6 separate regions of the Mus musculus genome follow, and all the other regions are linked to region 3. A link is a contact called in public Hi-C and HiChIP or PLAC-seq data. All regions are on one chromosome and are shown on one strand. Each heading gives the region's core, a stretch centred on a gene start, on an enhancer-like site or on the middle of the called end of the contact. The rest is flanking DNA. Distances are from core to core; before and after follow the strand shown. Region 1 holds the start of Mier2 (MIER family member 2). Region 2 has its middle 28 kb from the start of Vmn2r83. Region 3 holds the start of Ccdc105 (coiled-coil domain containing 105). Region 4 holds the start of C2cd4c (C2 calcium-dependent domain containing 4C). Region 5 holds the start of Plpp2 (phospholipid phosphatase 2). Region 6 holds the start of Shc2 (SHC (Src homology 2 domain containing) transforming protein 2).

Region 1 (2,700 bases), core at 116-2,615, 800 kb after region 3:
GCTAGGACATCCCGAGAGACGGGTTCAGCCTGTCTCCACCCACATGGAGCTAGGACATGGGACAAACAAGGGAGCTAAACCAAGGGACAGGAATGAAGAAAACGGGTGGGAGCTGGGCAGCTGGGGTCAGAGGTGGCGTCCTAGAGACCAGATGAAGTGGGACAACTGACAGGCAACTCTGTAGGAATTCCGACTACAAGAAAGAAACCCAGGGGCTGGATGGTCTCATGAGGACTGCAAAGGATAGGCACAGCGAAGAGGTGTGGCTTAGACTAAGAACGGGACAAGCCACCAGCTCAAAGAGATGGCTGAGACACACACTAACCAAGTAGCTGACACTGAGGACTTCTATGTAACCACTGCCACTTTCATGAGTTCAAAACATGGATGCAGCAAAACACCCTCTCAGTTATAGAAAGGCACCACCAGGTTCCCACTTAAGATGAGGAAACTGAGGCAGAACCCTTCCAAATCCTAGACTCCAGGAGAGCACGTAAGCACAGGCTGGGGAGTCTCCACCACCCATGCCACACAGGGCAGAGCAGCCCAAGAGCACCCACTTGGCCGCCATGCCCCAAAAGGGGTATCGGTTGATCTATCTTGTCTTCAGAAGGTCTGCTTCCCCAAAGGCCCCCTAAAGAAGGAACTAAACCCCTAAGAACCCTCTGAGTCAACCAGCCAGAGTTGTCCAACGGGGCCCCCAGATCCCGACCCTGTGGCCCACGCGCGGGCCTGTTGCTGCCCCAAGCTGCCCCACTCGCGCACTGTGCAGAGTTCCAGTACCGGAGTGGCGGATTCGCAGCGCGTCGCTGGGGGCTGGTCCCGGAGTTCAGCGGCCGCACCCCGAGGTGCAGGTCAGCTCTGGGCTGTGCGCCGCAGCCCCGCACCCGCGGGGAGGCCCGCGCTCTCGCTCCCACAGCCAGACGAACTCCACGCGCGAAACTTTCCGCTCGCAGAGAGCCGCCGACTCCGCGCCCTGCTCATCCCCAACGCGCCGGAATGCGGTCCCCGCGCCGCCGTCCCAGACGCCAGCGCCGCACACCCACCCGGTCCGCGGCGCCCTCCCGCCGCGCGGCCCCGGGTCTCGGCCCCGCACCCGGCCGCCCGCGCCTCGCGCCCCTCCCCCCCGCCCGCCCGCGCATGCGCACCATAGCCGAGATGGGGAAGGGGGGTCGTCGGGCGCCCACGGGGCTCATGCTCCGCCCGGTAATAGTGGGGAGGCTCGAGGCGCTCGGACTGGGAGAGCACGGGCCGGACCAGGTCGACCCAGGGCAGTGTGTGGGAGGGGCCGCTACCCAGCCGCTCACTCACCTCCGCCATGGCCGAGCGTGCGCGCGGGAGGCGGCGGCCGCGCGGGTCCCCGGATGCGGTGCCGCGCGCTTATTGGCGGAGGAGCTGGGAGGCGGAGTGGGGCGGGGCCGCAGGAGGCGCGTAGTAGGTGTGCTGGCGAGGAGCGGAGATCTATAGCCTGGGTCCGGTGTACCCCACGCCCGTACATCAGCCAATCAGCTGATTCCTGTGTGTCCACAGGTGAGGGAGATGGCGCAAACAGGGAACAAGCCACAGGTGAAGAACAGTCTACAAGTGAAGAGGTTCCACAGGTGAGGGGACAATCTAGCAGTGAGGGGTTTGGGTCCCGAAGTGAAATGGGTATGGTCTGGAGGTGAGGGGAAGGTCCAGAAGTGATGGGGAATGGACTAGAGGTGAGAGGGGATAGTCCAGAGATGAAGGGGAGGATGTCTTGAAATGAGGGAGAATGAGATGAAACAACTGACAGGTGAGGGATGGTCTAGGGGTGAGGGGGTGGTCCTGAGGTGAAGGACACTGGTACAGAGAGCAGGGCATGAGAGCCTCCAGAACAGGTGCACAAACCTGACTTTCGCTGTCAGGAGGGTGCAGACAGAATGGGAGAGGCAGACCGGTGGGCAGACCTAGGCTTGCAGAGGTGAAGGCCTCTGGTCTACACAAGTCACCAAATGACTCTTCCTTCCCTCTGGGGCCAGGACCAAGCTGGGAGGTGAAGGCACCACTAAGGTTCAAGCACAAAAGCTGTCTCCCACCCCTGAGGATTTGCCCAAGACAGAAAGTCTGCCCCCTGCTCGTTTGGTGGGTTCATCATTCCATGAACCTGAGTCAGTCAGTCCTAACCCAAAAAGAGAACTGTGACAAGGATCACTAGAGAAAGCCAGGCATGGTCGCCCATACTTGTAACTCCAGTGCCCAGGAGGCTGAGGCATGAGAGTTACTATCAGTTTGAGGCTAGCATGGGCTTTGGAGCGAGACCCTGCCTCAAGAAACCAAGCTACTGGGTATGGTGCCACAAGCCTTTAATCCCAGCACTCAGAAGTCAGAGGCAAACAGGTCTCTGTGAGTTGGAGGTCTATGTAGCAAGTTCTGGGACAACCTTGGCTACGTAGTAAGACCCTATATGTGTCAAGACAAACAACAATAGCAAACACACACAAATTAACCAATTACCAAAGGTTAAGCAATTGGATGAATGGATGAGCAGAAAGATTCTTCAAGGTTAGGGCTTTCTTTCCCATGGACCTGATAGTTGCAATGGGGAACTGAGGTGACCTTTCAGCCAGCTGGGAAATATGAGCATCATTAGGGGAGGTGGACACTCAGCATTTCCTCAGGTGATGCCTAGACAACATCTCTCATCCAGGCCAGAGTTCAGAAACTGTTGACAGAAGT
Region 2 (2,700 bases), core at 120-2,619, 740 kb after region 3:
CGGGGGTGGAAAAGGGGCAGCCCTACCTGAGAGCCCCGGAGCTACCTTGCTTAAGGCACCCAGGTTATGGGAGAGAGAGATGAGGAAAGAGAGGTTTCCAACACCGGCAAGAGTGAGCACAGCAGATCTTGACTGGAGCAAAGACTCTCTATGGTTTTAGAGCTTTATTATAGAAAGACAGGGAGAAAGAGAAAAGGGAGAGAGAGGGGGGAAGGCTAGAGTGAAAGAGAGTAAGAGGGAAAGAGGAGAGAGGAGAGGAGAGGAGAGGAGAGGAGAGGAGAGGAGAGGAGAGGAGAGGAGAGGAGAGGAGAGGAGAGGAGAGGAGAGAGAAGGAGAAAACAAAGAAAGAGGAGAGAGGAGAGAGAGGGTGAGAGTGAGGAGTAAAAGGTAAGAGAGTGAGAAGTAAGAGAGCGAGGTGGGGGCCTAACAGCCCCTTTTATGGTCTTTACTGTTGCTAGGTAACTGGGGAGGAGTTTAGCCAAGGTCAGAAGCTTGGGCCATTGCCCTACGTGACTTCTAGCCATGCTTCTCTTCTGGGGCTGTGGGGGGCAGTAACTTGGGCAAGAGCCAGAGTACCAGGAGCATGAAGGAACTCCTACTGTGTCATGTAGGTGAATTATTAATCAGCATTTTTGGGACTCAGACCTCAGCTCAACTGGAGACCAGCCTGTCTGTGCATAGCCCAATGCCCCACAGGATATTAGCCATATATCGAATGTGGAATTAGTGTACATTTTTCCCAATCTGTAGGTTGCCAATTTCTCTCATTGAATATGTCCTTTGCCTTAAAAAAGCTTTCCAGTTTCATGAGGTCCCATTTATCAATTCTTGATCTTAAAGCAAGAGCCATTGGAGTTCTGTTGAGAAAATTACCCCCTGTGCCAATGAGCTCAAGGCTCTCTCCCACTTTCTTTTCTATTAGATTCAGTGTATCTGGTTTTATGTTAAGGCCCTTGGTCTACTTGGACTTGAGCTTTGTGCAAGGTGACAAATATGGGTCTATTTTCAGTTTTCTACATACAGACAGCCAATTAGACCAGCATAATTTATTGAAAATGCTTTCTATTTTCTGTCCTTTATTTTTGGTGTGTTTTTCAAAGATCAAGTGTCCATAAGTGTGTGATTTTATTTCTGGGTCTTCTACTCTATTCCATTGATTAACATGTCTGTCTCTGTACCAATAGCATGCAGTTTTTATCACTATTGCTCTGTAGTGAAGCTTGAGATCAGGTGTAATGCCCCCACCCCACCCAGCCTGAAGCAGGCTGAGCCAGACCTTGACCTTGCTGCCACTAAGATTACCTAGGGTGGAGCCTTTCTCCCTAGATCACTCTATTGTTCAGCCACTGCCTCTGTTCTCCTTCAAGACACTGTTACCTGCTGAGAGGCTGCTGAGCTATTCTGGAGACTACACCCTATCCTGCACTTTGTCATCACCTGCAGCTGGTTCCAGGCTCCAAGAATGGATTGGAGGGGGGGCTCACCCCCTTTATAAACACATTTGCCATTAAACATTTGAACTTTGATCAAGAATCTTGACTTACCTCCATTTTTCTCTCGACCACCTAGTTCCCCTCTTTTTTTTTTTTTTTTTTTTTTTTTTTTTTTTTTGCCTCCCAGGTGAAACCTGGTCCATGTGAGCCACGGGTTGGCTTCCAACATTCTGGTGCCTGGGACCAGGGACCTAGGGAATGGCAGAAAAACACTGGAGGAATGCTGCTTGGTGTGCAGCTCCATGGGAAGAAAAAGAAAAGGATCATATTGGGCACCGAAGCAACAGGTACACATGCTAGCGCTAGCTTAAAACTTCATTTTTTAAAGTGTTGCTAGAGGTGCGGGAGGATACGGGCTAAGTTTGGAATCAGTGCTAACCCAACGCTGGTTTCCACTTAGGTTCAGCAGCAAATTATTCGGAACTGATCAGGCGATTGTCCGCAGTTTTCAAAAACTACTTTAGGCAAGAGAAAAAGGGGTTTAAATTAAATAATCAGGCAGATGTCCGCAGTCAGGAGCTGCATCAGGCGGCAGGAACAGGGTTTGTAATAATAAAATAATATAGAGGAAAATGGATTTTGAAACTCTCCCAGAGGCAGAGAAAAATTCGGGGGACACCCTGCCTTTTTCTCTCTGGCACCTACAGCAGAAGTTCTCTGCCCTCTGTGTATTGTCTAATGTCTAGTCTAATGTCTGGTGCACCAGGTGTCGATCCATGTGTGTTCATGTCTAGTTGTCTGAATGACTGAATGTTCTGTGTTTCATGTTGGAAAATAAAGATGGCTAAAACTTTATCTGCTGGTTCAGCAAAGCCAAGACAGGCCACACACTTTAGCCAAGGATCAGGCACAGCAGGGGAGCCACTGCTGGAAAAGCTGCTCTCAAAGAAAGGGAGTCTGCAGCCTCTTAGTTTTGGGGCAAAAAAGCTGATAGATGTTTTTTTCCTGGAGGGTTCTCTGCAATCATGATTAATGTGTTTGGCAAATGACAAGGTGCTTTTTTTAATCTTATAATTGTAGCTAGAAAAATCGAAATTCTTTGATTGGTCTAAAGTTATTAGACTTGTGTAGCCGCTTCATTTGGTTTTTTTACTGGTCTTAGAGGTGTAATATGCTCTGTGTGTCTTCATCGTATAGTATTAGCTTATAAGTTATTGGGTATGATCAAAAAGGTGTAACACTGGTTACTAGAAAGTTAGCTTTAAAT
Region 3 (2,700 bases), core at 200-2,699:
TTTTTATACAGTGTGACTTGGGGCTGCGGTGGGGATGGGGGAGGTGGGCGGGAGGTGGGGCGAGGAGAGGGGTCTACCCTCATAGCTTAGATTTGAAACAGTTTTTCTATTGGGGAAAGGCACCTGGGCTGTTCTTTTGGAAGTTCCCTGACAGGAACGAAGATATTCTAAAGAGACACGTAAGTCCTTCAATCTAACTATTAACAGACCCCCAAGAAACTGGAATTCACCCCAGATATCTCCTCCTGGGGAAAGGAAAAGGCCTGGTACCAGGTGGAGGAGAAACTCTCATCCCAGAAGGGATTTCACATTGTACTGACAGCTAACCAGACCCTTGGTCGAAAGAGACTGAGCCTAGACAAAAGGTCAGCGATGGGCAGGGCCACGCCTTAACTCGAACGGCTTAGATGTGGGTAGTGTGGCTCCCTCTTTAAACTTTAATCTCTCAGAACAACGAAAATGGACAGCAGAGGGTTACTGGAGGGATATTTTTGCCCTTCTTCGAGAAGTGCTCTCATTGGTTAAATACCCTATCTGCTTTTTACTATTAATTTTTCTGTTCTACTTGGTGTATAGAGGACGGGTGGCCGAACCTGGTTTCTTGGAGGCACAGATTGTGACCTCAATTTCAGTAACAATTTTTGGGAAACTCAGGCTTTGGAACTTGGAGGTGTAGCCACCCTATTTTGCGGGTGTCCTCGCTGGAGATGGAGAATAGGGTGTGTTGTCTGTCTGAAGAAGGAAGCATCAACCTCTGTCTCTGGTGTGGTGGCGGGGAGGGTCGCACCTTCTCACACTTAGGTCGGTAGCCCCGCAACTTGACGCTCTGCTGATTGATGAGCAGGCCCTTGCGCACCTCGCTGAGCCTGCGGTCAGTGGCCTCGCGCTGGCGCAGCAGCAGCCGCAGCTGCCCATTGATCTGGTGCTGTGCGCGGCCCAGGCGGGCGGCGGTGAGGCGCGCCCCGCGTGCGTGCGCGTGCACCACCTCGGCGGTTTGCTGGGCACGCGCGTCGCGGTGCATAGGCAGCGGTAGGCGCGCGTACCAGGCCGGGGGCTTCATCTTCCCTTTCCATAGGGTGACGCCTTCTCCGGGCGGTGGCTTTTCCAGGGTGCCGCCCCCTTTGAGCATCTCTACCCGAAAGCGCCAGGGTTCCATGTAGGCGGCGCGGCCCAGGTGGTGTGCCACGTTCGGGTCCAGTACACTGTCCTTGGGCTGCCACATGGTCACCGCCTCCTGCCCACAGCGATCGGTCAGAAGGTGTGCCTTGCGAGACGTGGCCTTGGCCGCCTGGCGCCATTCTGGAGCCCCAACGCGCGAGTCCTGGCCCGGGTCGGTGGAAGGGAGCAACACAGGCATGGTTCCTTATTTAGTGCCCGCGATCTCCTCGGAGAATGGACAGGGGTCCACCCAGCCCTAACCACACACCACTCTTTACTGGTGGCTAGAATGCGTGCTCCCAGAGCTCCCCTCACCGTGGCAACCAGGACAACCATGGAGATTGCGTTCCAGGGGCGGGGGATGGGAAAGGCAAAATGGAGAACTAGGCCTGGAAATTCAGACTGTATTCCTTGAGGGAGCCGCTTTTATGGAGTTCCTCTCTCATTGTTTCTCTTGATTTTGGAAATGTGTCAACCAACCTATATCTACTAGTAGATAACACAGCCTTGCATTTGGAAAATCCTAAGGAATTCACAAACTAGTACTAATATTAGTAGTTTTGAAGTATACATGAATACCATATACATATATTTGTGTGTGTACACCACCACAGGGTGTATGTACTGGTGAGAGGCATTGTGCAGTAATTCGTTCATCATGAGGGGTCCCGGAATCATACTGAGCCATCTTGTTGGCTCCCAATTATGTTTTTATACTCCTGAAATGAACAATCAACAAAACAAAACAAAACCCAAAAAACAAACAACAACAAAACCAGAAAAAACCCCAACAAACAACAGCAACCTGAATTAATACAATTCCTGGGCAGGAGAGATGGCTCAGTAAGGTTAAGAGCACATATAGCTCTTCTGAGAACTTGAGTTCAATTCCTATCACCCACATCAGATGGTTTACAACTGACTGACACCTAGGGGAATCTGACACCTCGGACCTCTGTGGGCACTGCATTCATGTGGACAGATCACCCCCCCCCCCATACACAGAATTAAATAATAAAAATATATAAATGAAAAAAAGACTACAATTTCTGAAGCTGGGAAGATGGCTCAGCTGGTAAAGTGCTTGCCTTACAATACAACATCTGAATTTGATTTCCAGAACCTACATGAAAACATGCCAGGCTGACCCGGTGGTGAGATTGTAATCTCAGCACTGGGTATGCTAAAATGAGGATTTCTGGGGCTGGCTGGCCACTAGTTGACCTGGCCACCTCCTGGGGAGTGAGAGATCCTGTCTCAAAAATGGTGGAAGAGCTAGCTAAAGACAGACACCTGAGGTTTTATGCACCTTAAACAAACAAACCAAAACAATGCAATTCCACTTAAAATAGAGTAAAAAAGATTAAAATATGTAATACTCTCCAGCTCTTAGGACAGTCTAAGTTCTTTCTTACCTCAAAATTGAGAACTCTTTTCTTCTCATAGAATTTTCCTTTGCTGACTTCGTGGTTTACTTCATTTCGATCTTCAGAACCCAGCTTATATATCTTAAAGGAGTCTTTCTCTACTATGACCACAGTG
Region 4 (2,700 bases), core at 115-2,614, 860 kb after region 3:
CAGCAGAGGACCCTGTGTCACTTTCCCCGCCACTGAAGTAGCGGCTAGGGCTCATCAGGGCCCCCCCAACCTCCCGGGATCCCCCATCACCTCCATTGCCCTTGGCCCCTGCTCGCCGGCGGCCAGCACCAGGGGATCCGACCTGGGCCAGGGCCCCGTGCTCACTGTGGAAAAGGGACTCCTTGCGCCTGGTGTGGGGGCTCTCGGCCAGTGTGGCAAAGCCATAGGATGTCTGAGCCTTGGGCACAGAGGGCAATGACATGGCACCCTGCGCCTGGGGGTCAGCGTTGGTGGCTTCCTCGGCTGTCCAGTCCTCCGCACTCTCTATCTGAATCACATGTCGTGTGGCTGCCTTCAGCAGGCTCCTGCTCTCTGAGGCCAACTTGGCCGGCAGCCGGGGACTGCGAGGTGCTCGACGGGGCCCAGGTGAAGCCAGGTTTTGCTCTGAGGTGGAGGGGCCCAGGTCCGCCTGTCCCTCAGCCTCTGTGGGGCCAGAGGGCAGCTTGGGCGGGATGAAGAAGTCGGGGATCTTGTCCGGAGTCAGCACGTTGCTATACAAGGGACCCTTGGAAGACTTGTCCCCAGCCTCACCGCGGCTGGCTCCGTTCTCCCCAGACCCCCGAAGTCGTTCCAAGAACCACATGTTGGTTTTTCTCATGAGGGCGACAGGCAAGAGACCAGGAGTCTGAGGAAAGAAATAGGAGTCAGAAGTGACACTTGTGCTCAAATGTCACCTGTCAGGGCTGTCAAAGGGTCGGACTTGTGTTAAGGGGTCACCTTAGGGTTATCAAGAAGTTGGCATTTATGCCCAGCTGTCAACTGACTGTCAGGGATGTCAGGGGGTGGTACTGTACATGGGAGTCATCCGCCAGGGCCCCATGGGCTTGACACCTGGTTCAGGGGTCACCACCTGTTAGGGTTGAAGCCAGCGTAGTGTAGGATCACGCTGAGCACTTGGGGCGCCCTGAGCAGGGTCAGTCTCCCACGCGAGCTGGGCCCGGCCTGTATCCTGCGCACCCACCCACCACCACCTCAGGGGATCGGGGTCCCCCCAGGGAACCACAGGCCTGAGCATCCCGGCCCCGCCCCCAGCTGCCACCCACCTGTGGCTTCACTCAGCTGCTGCGCTGTGCGTTGGGGGAGGCGGCGACAGCCCTGGGCCCGGTGCAGCGAACTGACCGCGCCCCCGACTCCCTGTGCGCCGGGTATGGGTAGCGCGGAGCGCGCTGGGCTCACCTGCCCCACGGGCTGCGGCGACTCCGGAACGCGGAGCTAGGCTACAGCCCGGCGCAGCTGCGAGCGAGGCGGTAGCGCAGTGGCCAGCTCTCCTCTCGGCGCGGGAAACCGCCCACCAAGCCGTATTCCTCCGATTGCGGCCGCGCGCCCGCGTCCTCGCAATCCGCGAGGGGCGGGGCCTCCCGAACTGGCGGGGAATCGGGGGCAGGGCTCCTAATATAAATAGGGCGGGTCTGCATGCGGAGCTGGGCCTAGGAGACAGTCTCCTGGTTCAAGCTGAGGAGGGGGGAGGCGGAGCTACTGGTAAATAGGGTGGAGCCTGAAGAAGGGGCGGAGCTGGCAGGAGTGTCTGGACTACATTGTTCCAGCCAGGGGCAGGGTTGGTAGCACTGAACCACCTGCCTGGTACAGGGTGGATGGGGCATTGCCTCCTGGTACAGAGAAAGAGTTCTGTGAGGGGTGAGGGGTGATACCAACTTGTATAGCCTGTGGTCCTGGGCAAGACCCAGACTACTGATCTAAGCCTCCTGATGCTAGACTGAATGGAATACATAGAGTCTGGAAGGGGAGCTGAGGGGCGGGGCTTGTGTCACTGAATCCAGCTGAGTCTAGCTGTACCACTTCTAGTCCCAGCCTCTCCTCTCAGCTCTGGGGAACACAACAGATCCCTTCACTAGCCAGCTGGTCTTCAACCAATAATAATAACTCTAATGATTGGAATTGGGAACTGAGTCCCAATCAGCCTCTACATGACCTTCTCCATCTCTGGTTCCCATGGCCACCCAGCAGGGAGTCAGTCATCCTCAGCGTTTGTAGATGAGGTGACAATTTCACTCTAGGAGAACAACCCACCCAGAGAAAGGCCTGGTCACTGTTGGCTGGGTTTCCACAGCTCAGCATCAGGTACTTGGTGTAATACACCTTCCATGGGCCTACATTTATCTGGTACCCATCTATGGCCAAATGACCCAGATGCTGGGAACAGTCTGATGGCTATCCTAGTGACCAATGAAACAGGTAGCCATGGAACAACACACCGGCGAATGACAATATAGGTGTGTGGCTCTCCATGACAAAGCTATAACAGTCCTGGAGTGGTGACACACACCTTTAATTCCAGCATTTGGAGGGGGAGGGGAGCAGAGGCAGGCAGATCTCTATGTGAGTCTAGCCAGGTCTACATAGCAAGTTCCAGGACAGCCAAGGTTACATAGTGAGACTGTCTCAAACCAAACAAAAACAAAACAAACAAAAATCTTGTAACAGGAAATCTAGAGGGCAATGGAAGAAACTGCCATCCATCAGCCATGGCAAAAGAGACCTAGCAGGGTAAGGCCAGGCTCAACCTAAGGTTAGCTACAGGATCACAGCCCCCAGGAACCAGGTGCCTTGGGCTTGCTCTACTGGCGCTTCAATCCTGTGGCTGACCATACTTCCCTCTGTGTGATGGCAGGTAAGTCTCCC
Region 5 (2,700 bases), core at 173-2,672, 780 kb after region 3:
AGAGGAAGAGCAGGGAAGAGCAGGGAAGAACATGGAGATGGTTAGAGAGAAGATCAAAGAGAAGAGAGTATCAGAAAAGATGAGAGAGGAAAGAGGGGGTTCAGAGGAAATAGAGGAGCTGAGGTCAGAGGAGGATGTGAGAGATCAGGGGAAACACACATCTTCTGCATAGGAGGAGGTAAACTCCAAGGATCTGGTGGTAGAGAGCAACACTGAAGACAACTGAAGTTAGTGAATCCTCAGCAGACAAGCCAGGCAGACCACAGCTGTGCAAGGTCTGGACGAACCTAAAGCCCTGAACATGGCTGGGTTGCATGGCAGGTGTGGGCCAGGACACTGGCTCCCAGCTGTGTCCCCTCTTCTTCCTCCACCTGCAGTGGGTATTTGTAGGGTACTTTGTTCCCACCAACAGGAAAGGGCCTCCTTCACTCTGGCTGCAAGGCTTCCCTATCACCACCCAAAGTGTGCACTGACTCCAGTGTTCATTCAGCCACTCAGAGGCATAGGCCTCCTCCTGCTGCTGTGACTTCCCAGGTAGCTCCGCCCCTGGGGACTCAGGACTTTCCAAGGAAAAATGTAGACTATTTCCAAGTCCTGTAGTCCCTGGCATACAGTTAAAGCAACAGAAATGGTTCTACAAACCCATACACTTAAAAAGGGTGCCAATGGCTGAGGGGTGTCCCACGGGCTTTCTGGCTGCCAACGGGCCCAGCTAAAATGAGTATCCTTCCGGGATATGGAAGGTGGAAGGGGAGGGAGATGCAGAATGAAGGAAGATAGAGGCACCCCGTCACCGTCACCGCCTTGGGTTAGAATCCAGCCACTGTCCCCTGGGCCCCAACGAACACTTGGCCTTTGTTCGAGCCTGGGGGGTTCGGGACGCTCCTCCCAGCGGCCTGAACCGGAATGGCAGGTTTGTCTGTGCGAGCCTAGCTGTCCCCGCCTCCCGAGGGCACAGTGCTGGACCTTGGCCATGGGTCACTGGCCTGCAGGGTCTTGGTTCTGCCCCGCCCGTGTGAGTCACATCGCTCCGCGGCACTCGAGCGACTTCCTGCTGCCAGGACCCTCCACCCAGGAACAGCTACAGGTAGACAGGCAGCCCCGATCCCGCCAGGAGCCCAGGAGGGCTGGCGGGGTGCTCACAGGGAAGTGTAAAGCATTGGTCACCATCGTCCGCATCTCTAACGCACACTGGCCAGAGGGACCGAGGGAGTGTGCACCTGGGAAAAAGTCCCCGCACCCGGGGCTGAGGCTCTTACCGACCAACACGCACAGCACGTCCAGCAGCACGAAGACCCACCTCCGCTCCATGTCGCCCCGGCCCAGGGACGCCCGCGACCCCCGCTTGCCCCAGCTGTCCCGGCAGCCCCAGGATCACATGGCGGTGGAGACTGCCGGACCCAGGGAAAGGGCAGGGCTTGACGAAAGGGCCCGGGCGAGGCGGAGGCGGGGCTGAGGGAGGGCGTGGCATGAAGAGAAAGTGCGGAGGCGGGAGGGCAGGAGAGGGCGGAGGCCCTGAGGGGTGTGTTTGCCACCTTGACCCGGGCGCGCAGGGGCAGGGGCTGGGATGGGCGGGTGTGGGAGCGTGTCTCAGGACAAACTGAAGTCCCCTATTTGGGAGGGATCTCCAAGCTGGGATCCGAGAATCTCAGGGCTGAGAACAAGACTCAGAAGTGTTGACTGGGGTCTCCATGCAGAAAGGAGTCTTCCAGCTGGGAGGGGCCACCAGAACTCAAGACTGTAGGCTGGAGGTCACCCAGGTGTCCCCAACACTTGGGCGGGGTTCTGCAGTGATAATGCAGAGTTGCAGAGAGGGCAAGCCGACAACCGCCTGGGCAGCACTCCTAAGTTGATCTCAACCTTTCCAGAGGAGGGCACCTGTGCTGGACACAGTGACACTTCTAAACCCATAAGTACCTTAGCATGGGATGACCAAACTCAGGCAGAAGCCCACCTTCCCTCTAAAGTAGCATCTTGTAGTTGCTGTCAGGTTGGAAGGTTTCAAGACCCTTCATGGTGGGAAGGTCAGGATCATGCCTTAACACAGGCTGTATCCACTCTAGAGAATGCCACAGAGATTCTGAAATTGACCTATGATGGGTGGGACCCAGCCTACCCTGTTCAGGGGGTGTCCTGAGACCCTGGGCCAGGGACACTTGGGAGCCAAGGGCATGTAGACTCTGGAAAGAAAGGCCAGGATCTCCAAAACCCACACTGAATCCTTTGTAAGAGGCCACAGCGTGAAGCCTCCACTCCAGAGACTCCAGCTCCTTGATGCCTCCACGGAGGCCACACTCAGAGCCAGTCAGACCTTCCTCCACCACAAGGTTGACTTGAGTCCAGGATGTTTGAGACTTGAGGGCAGGGAAGGTCAGGAAAGAGACAACCCCTTGCTGAAGGTCCAAAAGGTCTCCCCTGACCTTCTCTCCTGCAGGATGTCACCTAGGCAGAGTTGACCTGAGAGGTCCTCAGAGAACCCAAGTGCCTGTGCTTTGGTGCTGGGGGGGAGCAGCATGCAGTGACCTGTTCGGGGTAAGGGAGGGTCCCTGCATCCTAGAAAGTGGCCTATAAAATGGGCAGGCAGAGCTTTCAATACACTGTAACCTGTGCTACACACAGGACTGGACAAGGACTGTGCAGAAACCTGGCTTCAGGTCTTCATTCATGTCCCTCCCCCATGCCTACCTGACACCTATGTGG
Region 6 (2,700 bases), core at 55-2,554, 880 kb after region 3:
CACGTGGTACACCATCCCCCCACCCTTGCAAAGGTCACAATAGAAACCTGGGTAGGGGCTGGGGCTAAGCAGATACAGAGCTCAACTAACATGAAAAGGGCTGAGCTCCATCCCCAGCATCATAGGGAATGGGTGTGGTGGTGCATGACTGTCACCCTGGCTCTTGCAAAGTGGAAGCAGGAGGATCAGGAATGCAAGGTTATCCTCAGCTACATAGTGACTTCCAGGTCAGCCTGAGCTACATGAGACCCCGTTTCAAAAACAAAACAAAGAACAAAGGTCTGGAAGTGGTGACACTCATCTTAGCATCCCAATATTTGGGGTTGATAAGCCAGAATGATGGCCTGCAGCTGGAAGTCGCTATCCTCTGGCCAAATCCCTACCCCTTTCCACCTCTGCCAAAATAAAGGGGATAAACAAAGCCAGGCCCCTTCACTTCATCGGCTCTGATGTGGAATTTGGAACCCTGAGCCCTGAGCTTGAGTCCCCACTATAAGCCTGCAAAGTTGCTTTCTCCGGGGTCAGGGAACCCTCGGATACCTAGTCCTTATCTTAAGGACTCTCCCACCCAATAGCGGAGGGGGGGTGCGGCTAGCTTGCGCATGCGTGTGTCCCCTCCCTACCTGCGCCCTCTCCCCGCCCCTCCCCACGTGACGCCGTGAGAACCCGGACCCCAGCGCCTGCGAGTGGGGGCGGTCGAGAAGCGCGCGTACTGGAGACTGGGTTCCTGGGTTGTGGGGAGCGCTCACTTGGCTCTTGGGGTCCAAGAGACCAAACTGGGGGTGGGAGCGGTCCCCGACCACGGCGCGCCGGGAAAGAGGCTGAGCGCACTCACCCGAACGATGTAAGAGACCCCGGGCCCCAGGACCCTGGCATCGGGATGCAACCAGCCGTGCGCCGGCTTGTGAATGAAGCCGCCCTTGCGCACCCACTCGTCAGCGACATCCGGAGTCACCCGCGCGCCCCGCGTCCCCGAGCCCCGGCAGCGGCCGAGCGCGGGCAGCGGACAGGGCGCGGCGCAGCGCGGTTCGCAAGCGCCCAACACAGCGGCCAGCGCGGGGACCCCGGGCTCCGGCTGCGCCTCTGCCACCCCCGCCACGCGCGTCGCCGCGGGACCGCGGCCCAGGAAGCTACCCGGCGCTGCGAACTTCCACTGCGGCATCCGCGGCAGCAGTGCGCAGAAGGTGGTGGGCGCCTCGGGCTCGGGGGCCGCGCGGCCACCCGGACCCTGCGTCATGGCCGCGGCCGCCGAGGAGCCCCGGCTGAGCCTGGTCCAGAGCCGTGCGCTCCTCCCCGCCGAGTGATGTCACCGCTCCGCGCAGCGCGCAGCCGCGGGGGGCTACACTCCTGGGACCCCGACCCTGTTCTGGCAGCGCCGCCTCCGACCTAGCGCAGCCTGCCGGGGCTCCCCGAGGGAATGTCCAGTCAGGCTCAGACCGATGGGGAAACTGAGGACAGGGGTCGCATACACGGGGCGGGGCGCCATTCTTCAACTTCCAAGTCTCTGCCTTCACTCCAGCAGCATCCTATCCTCCCTTCTTTTCTTCTAAATAGAGAAACTAAGGCCTGAAGTCGCAGGTGCAGGGAGTGATCCCCTAACCCCGAGGCCACCCTTCACCACTGTTCCAGCAACATCCTGCCCTTCTTTACTTCTAAGTTGAGAAACTGAGGCCTGGCTTTGTAGAGCTATCCTCCGGCCCCTAAGTATCCCTTAAGCCACTGTTCCACCGGGTTTGCTCAGTGAGGAAACCGAGGGCTAGGGTAAGGATAAGGCACAAAAGGGAACTTGAGGTCTGGGTGGTAGAGGCAGGATGAGACTATCCGGGTCCTTGACACGTTCAGTCATATCCTGCCCAACTTTACTTCTAAATAGGGTCCAAATAGGGCCTGGGCCAGTGCACAGGCTGGGGTCCAGGACAAGAGAACCTCAGACTCAGAGGGTACCCCCTCCAACTGAACCTTCTTTACTGGTTAGTGGGAAAACTGAACCCTGGAGCAAGGCCAAGGCTTAAAGGGAAACTGAGGCCTGGAAGTGAAGCAAGTGCCCAGGACACCGCGGGTGGCGCTGCGTCTGGAGAAGTCTAAAGGTGACCATGGGTCGCTTCTGCTGGCTCCTGGCCTGTTTCCTAGGCTGTAAGCAAAGGACATCCATCGGTTCTTTGGGTTCATATTGGAACCCGAGGGTCAGAACTCTCAGGCCTGCCAACAGCCCCAGCCCAGGCTCAAGAGACCTCGGAGACACCGATTCAGACCCCAAGGGGATTCCTTCTGTGAGGGAAGGGGTTGTCATCATCACCCTGCCTCTGTCCCCCGCCCTTTCCAGGACAGTACTGCCGGGAAACAAAGAGAAGAGTGCTGGGCGGGGCAGGGTGCGGAGGAGGGGCAAGGCCGGCCAGATCGATGCGAGAGAAACTAGATCACTGCCTGTGGAGGGGGCGGAGGCGCGCGCGCCTGGCTCTCAGCCACTTCCACACAGGCACTCTCAGGAGCCCAGCCAGGTCGCCTTTGGTGTTGTCTGCTGGAAGAGGAGCGCCACTGGGCTGAAGTCTGAAAAATGGCTGTAGAATCTAGCTGATTAAGTGTGGACCAAGGCGTTCCCGGTCTGGGTGCACAAACATCACTGAATGGGGAGGTTATAGGGCTGGCTCTACTCTTTAATCTGCGGCAACAAATGACGTAAATAATACTCTAATAAACTCC

Evidence for each region. A called contact is a pair of places that touch in the nucleus more often than the background predicts. HiChIP or PLAC-seq counts read pairs in DNA pulled down with a chosen protein or histone mark.
Region 1: a Hi-C map of embryonic stem cells shows a contact between it and region 3, with 2.4 times the contacts expected there. The contact joins the promoter of Mier2 here to the promoter of Ccdc105 in region 3. A contact is called at or near these places in 1 of 39 promoter capture datasets (hippocampal neurons), 1 of 484 Hi-C or Micro-C datasets (embryonic stem cells), 11 of 115 datasets of contacts at active chromatin or transcription factors (astrocytes, embryonic forebrain, embryonic stem cells and 2 more) and 1 of 9 other capture datasets (embryonic stem cells).
Region 2: an H3K4me3 HiChIP or PLAC-seq map of embryonic stem cells shows a contact between it and region 3, with 5 times the contacts expected there. The contact joins the enhancer-like site here to the promoter of Ccdc105 in region 3. A contact is called at or near these places in 8 of 39 promoter capture datasets (the C10 cell line, the HPC-7 cell line, cranial neural crest and 4 more), 2 of 15 datasets of contacts at CTCF or cohesin (large pre-B cells and pro-B cells), 7 of 484 Hi-C or Micro-C datasets (the AtT-20 cell line, B cells, CD4 T cells and 3 more), 5 of 115 datasets of contacts at active chromatin or transcription factors (embryonic stem cells and stem cell-derived neural progenitor cells) and 2 of 9 other capture datasets (embryonic stem cells and macrophages).
Region 4: an H3K4me3 HiChIP or PLAC-seq map of embryonic stem cells shows a contact between it and region 3, with 5 times the contacts expected there. The contact joins the promoter of C2cd4c here to the promoter of Ccdc105 in region 3. A contact is called at or near these places in 1 of 39 promoter capture datasets (the C10 cell line), 5 of 115 datasets of contacts at active chromatin or transcription factors (astrocytes and embryonic stem cells) and 1 of 9 other capture datasets (embryonic stem cells).
Region 5: a contact with region 3 is called in an H3K4me3 HiChIP or PLAC-seq map of forebrain, with 13 times the contacts expected there. The contact joins the promoter of Plpp2 here to the promoter of Ccdc105 in region 3. A contact is called at or near these places in 1 of 39 promoter capture datasets (neural stem cells), 2 of 15 datasets of contacts at CTCF or cohesin (embryonic stem cells and large pre-B cells), 4 of 484 Hi-C or Micro-C datasets (cerebral cortex, cortical neurons and embryonic stem cells), 8 of 115 datasets of contacts at active chromatin or transcription factors (the 230-238 cell line, embryonic forebrain, embryonic stem cells and 2 more) and 1 of 9 other capture datasets (embryonic stem cells).
Region 6: a contact with region 3 is called in an H3K27ac HiChIP or PLAC-seq map of embryonic stem cells, with 5 times the contacts expected there. The contact joins the promoter of Shc2 here to the promoter of Ccdc105 in region 3. A contact is called at or near these places in 7 of 39 promoter capture datasets (the C10 cell line, the HPC-7 cell line, cranial neural crest and 3 more), 5 of 484 Hi-C or Micro-C datasets (B cells, the P5424 cell line, cortical neurons and 2 more), 5 of 115 datasets of contacts at active chromatin or transcription factors (embryonic stem cells, forebrain, neural progenitor cells and 2 more) and 1 of 9 other capture datasets (embryonic stem cells).

What each region holds. Positions count from the first base shown.
Region 1 is chr10:79,553,763-79,556,462 of GRCm38.p6, forward strand. It overlaps Mier2 (MIER family member 2), which reads right to left and starts at 1,366. Exons shown (of 14, transcript NM_001316699.1): 1 at 1,312-1,366. The coding sequence starts at 1,320.
Region 2 is chr10:79,495,547-79,498,246 of GRCm38.p6, forward strand. No RefSeq gene overlaps it. Among named protein-coding and RNA genes, the nearest start is that of Vmn2r83, 28 kb to the left of the region's middle. Within about 2 kb of position 1,370, at least 8 of the 459 cell types and tissues checked have an H3K27ac peak or open chromatin away from gene starts, as enhancers often do. A contact at or near this core is called in embryonic stem cells, where this site is marked.
Region 3 is chr10:78,751,618-78,754,317 of GRCm38.p6, forward strand. It overlaps Ccdc105 (coiled-coil domain containing 105), which reads right to left and starts at 1,450. Exons shown (of 7, transcript NM_027630.1): 1 at 788-1,450. The coding sequence starts at 1,357. All of the region lies in intron 1 of Gm30400 (predicted gene, 30400), which reads left to right.
Region 4 is chr10:79,612,654-79,615,353 of GRCm38.p6, forward strand. C2cd4c (C2 calcium-dependent domain containing 4C) reads right to left here and starts at 1,365. Exons shown (of 2, transcript NM_198614.3): 1 at 1,104-1,365; 2 at 1-685. The coding sequence starts at 658.
Region 5 is chr10:79,532,365-79,535,064 of GRCm38.p6, forward strand. It overlaps Plpp2 (phospholipid phosphatase 2), which reads right to left and starts at 1,423. Exons shown (of 6, transcript NM_015817.3): 1 at 1,260-1,423. The coding sequence starts at 1,311.
Region 6 is chr10:79,636,614-79,639,313 of GRCm38.p6, forward strand. It overlaps Shc2 (SHC (Src homology 2 domain containing) transforming protein 2), which reads right to left and starts at 1,305. Exons shown (of 13, transcript NM_001024539.1): 1 at 836-1,305. The coding sequence starts at 1,237.